Linked DNA regions of Danio rerio: region 1 is linked to region 2. Evidence: chromatin contacts called from public HiChIP or PLAC-seq data. All regions are on one chromosome and are shown on one strand. Each heading gives the region's core, a stretch centred on a gene start, on an enhancer-like site or on the middle of the called end of the contact. The rest is flanking DNA. Distances are from core to core; before and after follow the strand shown.

What was found. HiChIP or PLAC-seq counts read pairs in DNA pulled down with a chosen protein or histone mark.
Region 1: an H3K4me3 HiChIP or PLAC-seq map of embryo shows a contact between it and region 2, with 3 times the contacts expected there. The contact joins the promoter of septin7a here to the promoter of si:ch73-171o20.1 in region 2. A contact is called at or near these places in 2 of 18 Hi-C or Micro-C datasets (caudal fin and an unstated tissue) and 2 of 4 datasets of contacts at active chromatin or transcription factors (caudal fin and embryo).

What each region holds. Positions count from the first base shown.
Region 1 is chr19:12,524,225-12,528,037 of GRCz12tu, forward strand. septin7a (septin 7a) reads right to left here and starts at 2,432. Exons shown (of 15, transcript NM_201161.1): 1 at 2,357-2,432; 2 at 677-678. The coding sequence starts at 2,411. It also overlaps a transcript of hsbp1l1 not described here.
Region 2 is chr19:12,355,404-12,359,302 of GRCz12tu, forward strand. It overlaps si:ch73-171o20.1, which reads left to right and starts at 1,404. Exons shown (of 9, transcript XM_073931544.1): 1 at 1,404-1,453. The coding sequence starts at 1,451. All of the region lies in intron 2 of irgf3 (immunity-related GTPase family, f3), which reads right to left.

The DNA.
Region 1 (3,813 bases), core at 1,182-3,681, 170 kb after region 2:
AGTGAAACAGTGATATTTTTATCCAAGGTTATCATACCGTCAGAATCTTATACCGGCCCATGCCTACTGCAGTGTATTACTTTTACGTGTGCAAATTTTTATTTTTTTAAATAAAAATAAAACATTTAGGTATTAATGTTTACATGTTTGTGGTTCAGACACTAATATATAAATATATAATATAATATATATAATAAAAGTTGGGTACATAAAGTAACTTGGATTTGAAGTTATTTTTATTTTGATACATTTTGGATAAGGCAAATAACTTGCTTTAAGTACAAAAGCATAAATGTTAAGTTTAGGTTTACAAATTGTTTTCATTAATTAGTCTTTTCACAGTTTCCGAGTAAGCATTTTCATGAGATAGAAGATTAGGGACTAGGGAAGATTGTAGGACTGGGCGATAAAATCGGTATGGATATTTATTGACCGAACACCATTGTCAATATAGATAAAAAAGGAAATATGGTATGAAGCGCTATAGTTTTATTTAAATGTGGGTCATGAGTGCAATGGCATTAAGCTTAGGGTGTAAGTTTGTCATTTCCAATGGAGGCACGTGTATGGAAGCGATTTGGAAGCGTATGTGCTTGCATTTTTTCAACCGCACCTTGTTGAAAACATCTCAACAGGTCCGAATCACACAAGTGCATCAAGATTCAACTAACCAGACTGCTTCACACTTTGTATGGAATTTTAGTAACGGTAGACTAATTACCTCAGACAAACACAGCGCATCCAAACAATGCCATGCTTTTTACTTTTCTCCATAAACTTAAATCAGCACGGCTGCAATGGTTTTTCCATTTGTCATCCTCTAAGAAAAAATGCTTGATGGTGGGCTGGGACTGAGAGCGCAAAGCCAATTGTAAATGATCAAGGAATCCACGCCAACGCGCTTGTCACTTCAGGTCAGAATAACAACATATGCGAAAATGAGAGCCGTATATCAGTGGTGAAGAGTATGTCAATTTAAAGGGATGTAAGGATTTCACCAAAATTACTTTTTGGTTTCTTTTCTTGTGCATCCTGGCCACTAGCTCCCAATCTGAAAGATTTCTTTGCACCATGTTTGCTTATTTTTAATATAACTAATTGTAAAGAGAAAAGAATGATGACATTTACTCACGCTGTCCATGGATCTGTCATGCCACATTAAAGAGAGTCAAAACCACATAGTTTTGTTTGGATTCTAGATAAAATGCACTTGGAATTTGAACTATGATGTGGTGTTAAAAACACACAGACACACACAAAGCTTGTTGCATTTTTGAACCAGAGCTGTGCTTATTATATCTATATCTGAAAAAGTTTACATGAGAACTGAAACTGCATAGACAAAAATATTGACTCCATGATTTAAGAATCAATGTTGATTTGTTAAAATGAACATATGTATAGAACTTTAGAATTATGTTCTACAAATTCAGAGGTTAAAACAACATGCACACTGAGCTGAAAGAGCTGTACCTACACTCCTAATGATTACAGATCCACTCACTTCACCCATCAATACATCCATCCATGTCAATCCAAAAACCTTTTCCATCCTTCGATTAATGCTTCCATCATCCACCCCCTCTCAATCAATCTATCATTCCATGGATCCAGTGTTCAGTTCTACAACAAGTGGATGCAATCTCACTTTCGGGTGTTTAGCTCAACACACGTCAGAAAGTTTGTAGTGATCCTGAAGACTTTGATTATCTAGTTTATGTGTCTGAGTGTTGTGGTTTCAGTGTGATGTGTTTGAAACTGAACAAAAGCCTCCAGGAGAAGCAAAACTGACATCTCTGACTTACTGCATAACTCACATATGAATATTTCTAAGCTGAGAGTGACAAACACATGGAGGTGCTTCTCCAAGAGCTGCAAATGTCTGGCCAGAAAACTACATTCATTGCTTAAACACACAGTCTTTAGCGTATTATAGTATTCCATGAATTTCTGAACAATATTTTATGGTTATGTTTTGTACAACGTTGCTTTCTTTGAAACACAGTGGAAATATCAAGACAGATGAATACTATGCACCACAGCACAGCACTGTCTGATGTTATCGTTACACCACCCACACTACATTGCTGTTAGTAAAAACGTACAATTAAAATTTTACATGACAAAACCTAACCTTAATCGTCACGTAAACAGCATAAACACTAAACCACACAGAAACCGACCGCTCGAGTCGATCTATTTGTCTGTTGGTTAACACACGCTCAGGAAACGCATCTTCCGCGCGCAACTAAACACGCGCCCGTAAAAGACGCTGCACATATCTGACAATAAATCTACTTACAGAAGAGTTGGACAAACTGCCTGTTTATTAAAGAGAAAGGGAATAAATACTCACCCATTCTGTTGACGCTCCCGGCCGCCTCTGTAACCGATCTCTCACCGATCGACATTCCCTTTCTCCAACTCACGGTCCAGCCCACAGGCGTACGTTACATTTCTTGCGTAGTCTCCCTTGGCAACCTTGAGGGCGACGGCCGTGGCGTATCTTTGGTGAATAGCGTCCGCTCAAATCTCGCGATAGTTCGAATAAACCACACGGGCACTAAGGGAAATATTTTTGCATTTAAATGCGACTTGGTGGTCACTTTTAATAAGTATAACCTTTTTAAAATAAAAAGTTATTGTGCAAAACATGTATCAAAGTAATTTTACGAAATATAAAAGATGAATAATAGTTCTATATTCATATGTGGGATATAATGAAAATTTTTGTGAATTTTCTTTTTTTATCTACTCATAAGGTGCACAGATCAACATTAAATCCCCTTATTTATGCTTGTCTGGCTAAAGGCATCAAACTTCAGTTTCCTTTCCTTGGTCTTGGATCTGTGAAGAGACAAACAATGCTGACACCTGCTGGCCAAAGTGCATTAACAGCCGCTTTTTCATTGTTGATGCACTTTTCTGTCCTAACAGCTTAAACTAAACTAAACTAAACTAAACTAAACACTTTGTTAATGCGGAAAAGTATAATACGACAGTCCAAACATGTTAAATACGTAAAAAACTGTCCATAAATGACTTTAATAGCAGCTGACATAAGTTCATGATCCATCATGTTGTGGTAGGGTTTATTGGTGTGGTAGAGAATTTATATTCAACCCTTTATAAATGCAATTGTTTCAGGAAGATTCTGTTACTGTGATTTATGTAATATCAAATTAGAATGGTTTTGTGAATGATATTTCCTGGATAAAAATTGGTCACTTTACCCCACACATTTTTTATAGCAAACAAAATAAGAGAGTCCCCTTTAAACTGATTCATAGATGCTATTCATTCATTCGTTCATTTTCTTTTCGGCTTAGTCCCTTTATTAATCTGGGATCGCCCTTCCAGCCACAAGGAGAGAGGTCTGGATGCAGACCTGGTGCAGTGCAACCTGAGCTGCGTCCAGTGCTTTTTAATGGGTTCACCTAACCCCACCCATAACCCTACCCCTCACAGTGCGTCACTCACTCCATTTGAGTGCATTATGTCTGACATTGCATCGCTGAGTGATGCAATCTTAGCTTGCATCATAAAGGCTGCATCCAGATACTATTGGCCACAACCTATCTCTGGGAAACATCTAGACACGCTCATTCAAGTGTAATCTTAAAAGGCTTAAGAATGATATTAACACCAACTGTTCTTTTTGCTTAGTAAATGCTGAAACTTTTGTTTATTTATTTTGGATTTGCCCTCATTGAATGACATTTTGGTGTGATGTTCTTGATTTTATAAAAGATAATGTGAATGCAGATTTGAATTTACATGAAGAATGTTATCTTTGGTTTCCATAAATGTGAA
Region 2 (3,899 bases), core at 154-2,653:
GCAGTTTTGAGAAATGTGTGTAGAGTTTTAAAAAAAATGTCACATTGTTTTAAAAACATGTGTCAGCAGTTTTACCAAGAAGCTGGAATTCCCATTAAAATGCTGTTGAGTTCACCACAATATTCAATAATGGCCCTCTTTATATTCTCTGTGGAAGATTTTTCCTGTTTCTCACTGGCTGTTTTTCAATTCCAAGAACGCAGAGAACGGACTTGTGTTCTTGTGGAGAGCGGTCTTGCCAGGTGTCCTCAGAAGAACGAACTCAGGAGACCGCGAGGGCAGAGAACGCGTCCTTTGAGAAATGGGATGCTGCGTTCTTCCTGATGGTCACATGACCTTCACGTGTTTTAAATGGTAAATTATTTAAACATTACAGCCTTCATACAACGATTTATTGTTTTTCCCCTTTTCAAAATATATACTTTGCATAAAAACATTATAAATATATGTTGCACAATATAAATAAAACAGATTTTAATACGAATTTCAGCAAACAAACACCCTTAATGTGTTTATTCCTTTATAAAGATGTCCATGGTAATGTTTACTTTCACCGTTTCATTTAGGGAAACTCCTGAAGTAAATAATTCATATCTATGAACTTTAATAATAAGTCTAGATAAAATGCTGCGCTTCCCACCTCCAGTCGCAATGACTTCTGGGACTTCCAGAGCGAGTTCGGTGCTCAAGTCTGCATTAGTGCGTCCTCGATATCAAGAACACATCGGGGAAGTTTCATGCGTCCTCCGTACTTGCGGTCTTGAGTATTGGAACTGAACTTAGGCAGCTGATGATGACGTTTCACGAGAACACGAGGACGCAAGACCGCTGAAGAACGCATATTGAGAAACAGCCACTGCCTTTTATGTTTCAAATTGCATTTCTGTTTAATTTTTGTAACTGGAAGAAACAGTGAGAAGTAAGGCTACACAGTGACAATAGTGTACATGCTCACTTATTTGTTAACACATTTTTCAAGTTGTCATCTGAAATGTTGAAATGTCCTTTTTATGCTTATGCTTCTAGGAATAGCAGGGTGTTTGAACAATAGATCCCATGAGAAACAGTCTTAAAGACTGGTACTTCTGTGTGATAGAAGTTTGTTACAAAGAAGCTGGTTTAGGGCTCTGTAATGTAAGTTCAGTTCCAAAAAGATGTTCAGTGTTATAAAATATATCATGTTGATGAGCTGCTTGAGATCAATGCCCTAAAAGAAAAGCTTATATACTATTTCTAAAACCCTGGCTATGTATTTTGTACATGTAACAATGAAAAACGTATTGTATCCCTGAATTCCATGACACTGTGAATTTAGGGAATAGGTGAAAATGAAAGTGTAGCTTGGGCGTATCCCTTTTTGGCTGTGTCCTGCATAAAATATTTTAGTCTGTAAAGCCAGACATCATATCTGCACCAGTGTTTTCTTGTGGTGAGGACTAAGCATAAATATATGGTAAGAAAAAACAAGCTGATTGTTTCACATTTGTCACATTTATTTTATTGTTTGGAAAGATGGAAAGGTAACTACTCAATTTTTTTTTGCTGCTTGTACAACTGCTTATTTTAAATAAGCTAAAGCAGCACAATTCTTGAGATTTTTGTGACAACATAATTGTTTTATATTTAATCCAACATGAATGGTGTGGAACACTGCAATTTTACAGTGTATGTTGCTTCTTTTCTTTTTTTTCTTTTTAAAAAAAAATAAAAATGACAACTTTGAACATGTTTCACTCTGAAACATCTAGATCAAATAAGAAATACTGAAACAATAGGTTTCTTGTAAAAGGTTGAATAATCTTTCTTTACAGCTTCTTTTTATAGTATTCCTGCATCTTCTGCTCTGAAACTTAACAGTCAAACTGATAAAAAGTAAGATCTCTCCATCTTATGCTGATTTCAGTTCAGTTTATCTTAAAATGTACAGATCATGTGCACAAACACACAAAAGGACTTTGGACTGTTTGTAAAGGTAATTCAGAGCATTGTTCTTAATCTAAATGTTAGAAAGGAGTTGCTGAAATATAAACGAATTAACTATTTAATACTTAACTGTTTTTCACCGTAAATGTTTTTGGATGGCCTGAAATCATGTCTCTATAAAACACAGTGCATTAGCATTGGTGGTTTGTCTGCTCAATCACAAGTTACCTTCATTAGCTTTAGTTAGACTACAGTGGGCTAGCTATTGCAACTATGTATTTCTTTCAATAAATAAGTAATGATTTACAAAACAGTTTGGTATTCTTATTTAAATTTTATAAAAATGAAGCTATAACACAAGGGGGTCTTATTTTGTAAGTGTTATAGATCTTCACTTTTTTCTAAATGATTATGTTACAGCCTTTTGTCGAAAGTGGATTAAATTCATTTATTTCCTCAAACATCTACACACAATAGCCCATAATGACAATATGGGAAAAAAAGATTGTTGCAAATTTATCAAATATAAAAAAACCTAAAAAAAAAAAAAAAAAAATCACATGTACATAAATATTTACAGCCTTTGCTGTGAAGCTCTAAATTGAGCTCAGGTAGATTCTGTTTCCACTGATCATTCTTGAGATCTTTCAGCAGGTTAATTTTACTGTGGTAAGTTCAGTTGATTGGACATGATTTGAAAAGACATACACCTGTTTATCTAAGGTCCCAGGGTTGACAGTGCATGTTAAAGCACAAACCAAGCATGAGGAATTGTCTGTAGACCTTCGAGACAGGATTGTCTCGAGGCACAAGGCTGGGGAAGGTTACAGAAAAATTTCTGCTGCTCTGAAAGTTCCAATGAGCACAGTGGCCTCCATCATCCGTAAGTGAAAAATGTTTGGAACCACCAGGACTCTTCCTAGAGCTGGCCAGCCATCTAAGCTGAGTGATCGGGGGAGAAGGACCTTAGTCAGGAAGGTGATCAATAACCCGATGGTCAATCTGTCTAAGCTCCAGCGTTCTTCTGTGGAGAGAGGAGAACCTTACAGAAGGACAACCATCTGTGCAGCAATCCACCAGTCGAGCCTGTATAGTAGAGTGGCCAGACAGAAGTCACTCCCCACCTGGAATTTGCCAAAAGGCATCTGAAGGACCATATTAAACAAAACTCCCTGGTCTGATGAGACTAAAATTTAACTCTTTAGAGTGAATGACTTTTAAAGAAAACCAGGCACCAGATTAATACCATCCCTACAATGAAGCATGGTGGTGGCAGCAGATGTTTTTCAGCAGCAGGAACTGGAAGACTAGTGAGGATGGAGGGAAAGATGAATGCAGTAATGTACAGAGACATCCTGAATGATAACCTGCTTCAGAGTCCTCTTGACCTCACACTGGGGCGACGGTTCATCTTCCAGCAGGACAATGACCCAAAGAACACCGCCAAAATATTAATGGAGTGGCTTCATAACAACTCTTTAAATGTCCTTGAGAGGCCCAGCCAGAGCTCAGACCTAAATCCTATTGAACATCTTTGGAGAGATCTAAAAATGGCTGTACACAGTCGCTGTATATTGGAGTACGTAATCAGAATGAGCCTGGGTTGCACATATTAGAGCAGTGTGATGGAAGCTGACATTATCCCAAACAACAGGGAGTCTGCTCTGGCTGTGCTGGTTCTGTGTAATGTAGTTGGAGCACATGCTATTTTAGACCATGAAGGAAAGCAAGGAGAAGCGTAGTGTTATAGGATCCTAGAACGACAAGGCAGTGGAGTGACCCTCGCTAGCTGATGGCTGTGTAATGTCACTCACTCCGCACAGACAAGGGTCATTTATGATAGTCTGGTGTCTAAGTCCCCGTTTACACTAATGCAATTTCGTTTTAAAACGCATAAGTTTTGCTACGGTTACGCCATCCGTCCACACTACGCGAATGGTCACGTGATATGCGTTTTTGGCATAGTGTGGACGGAG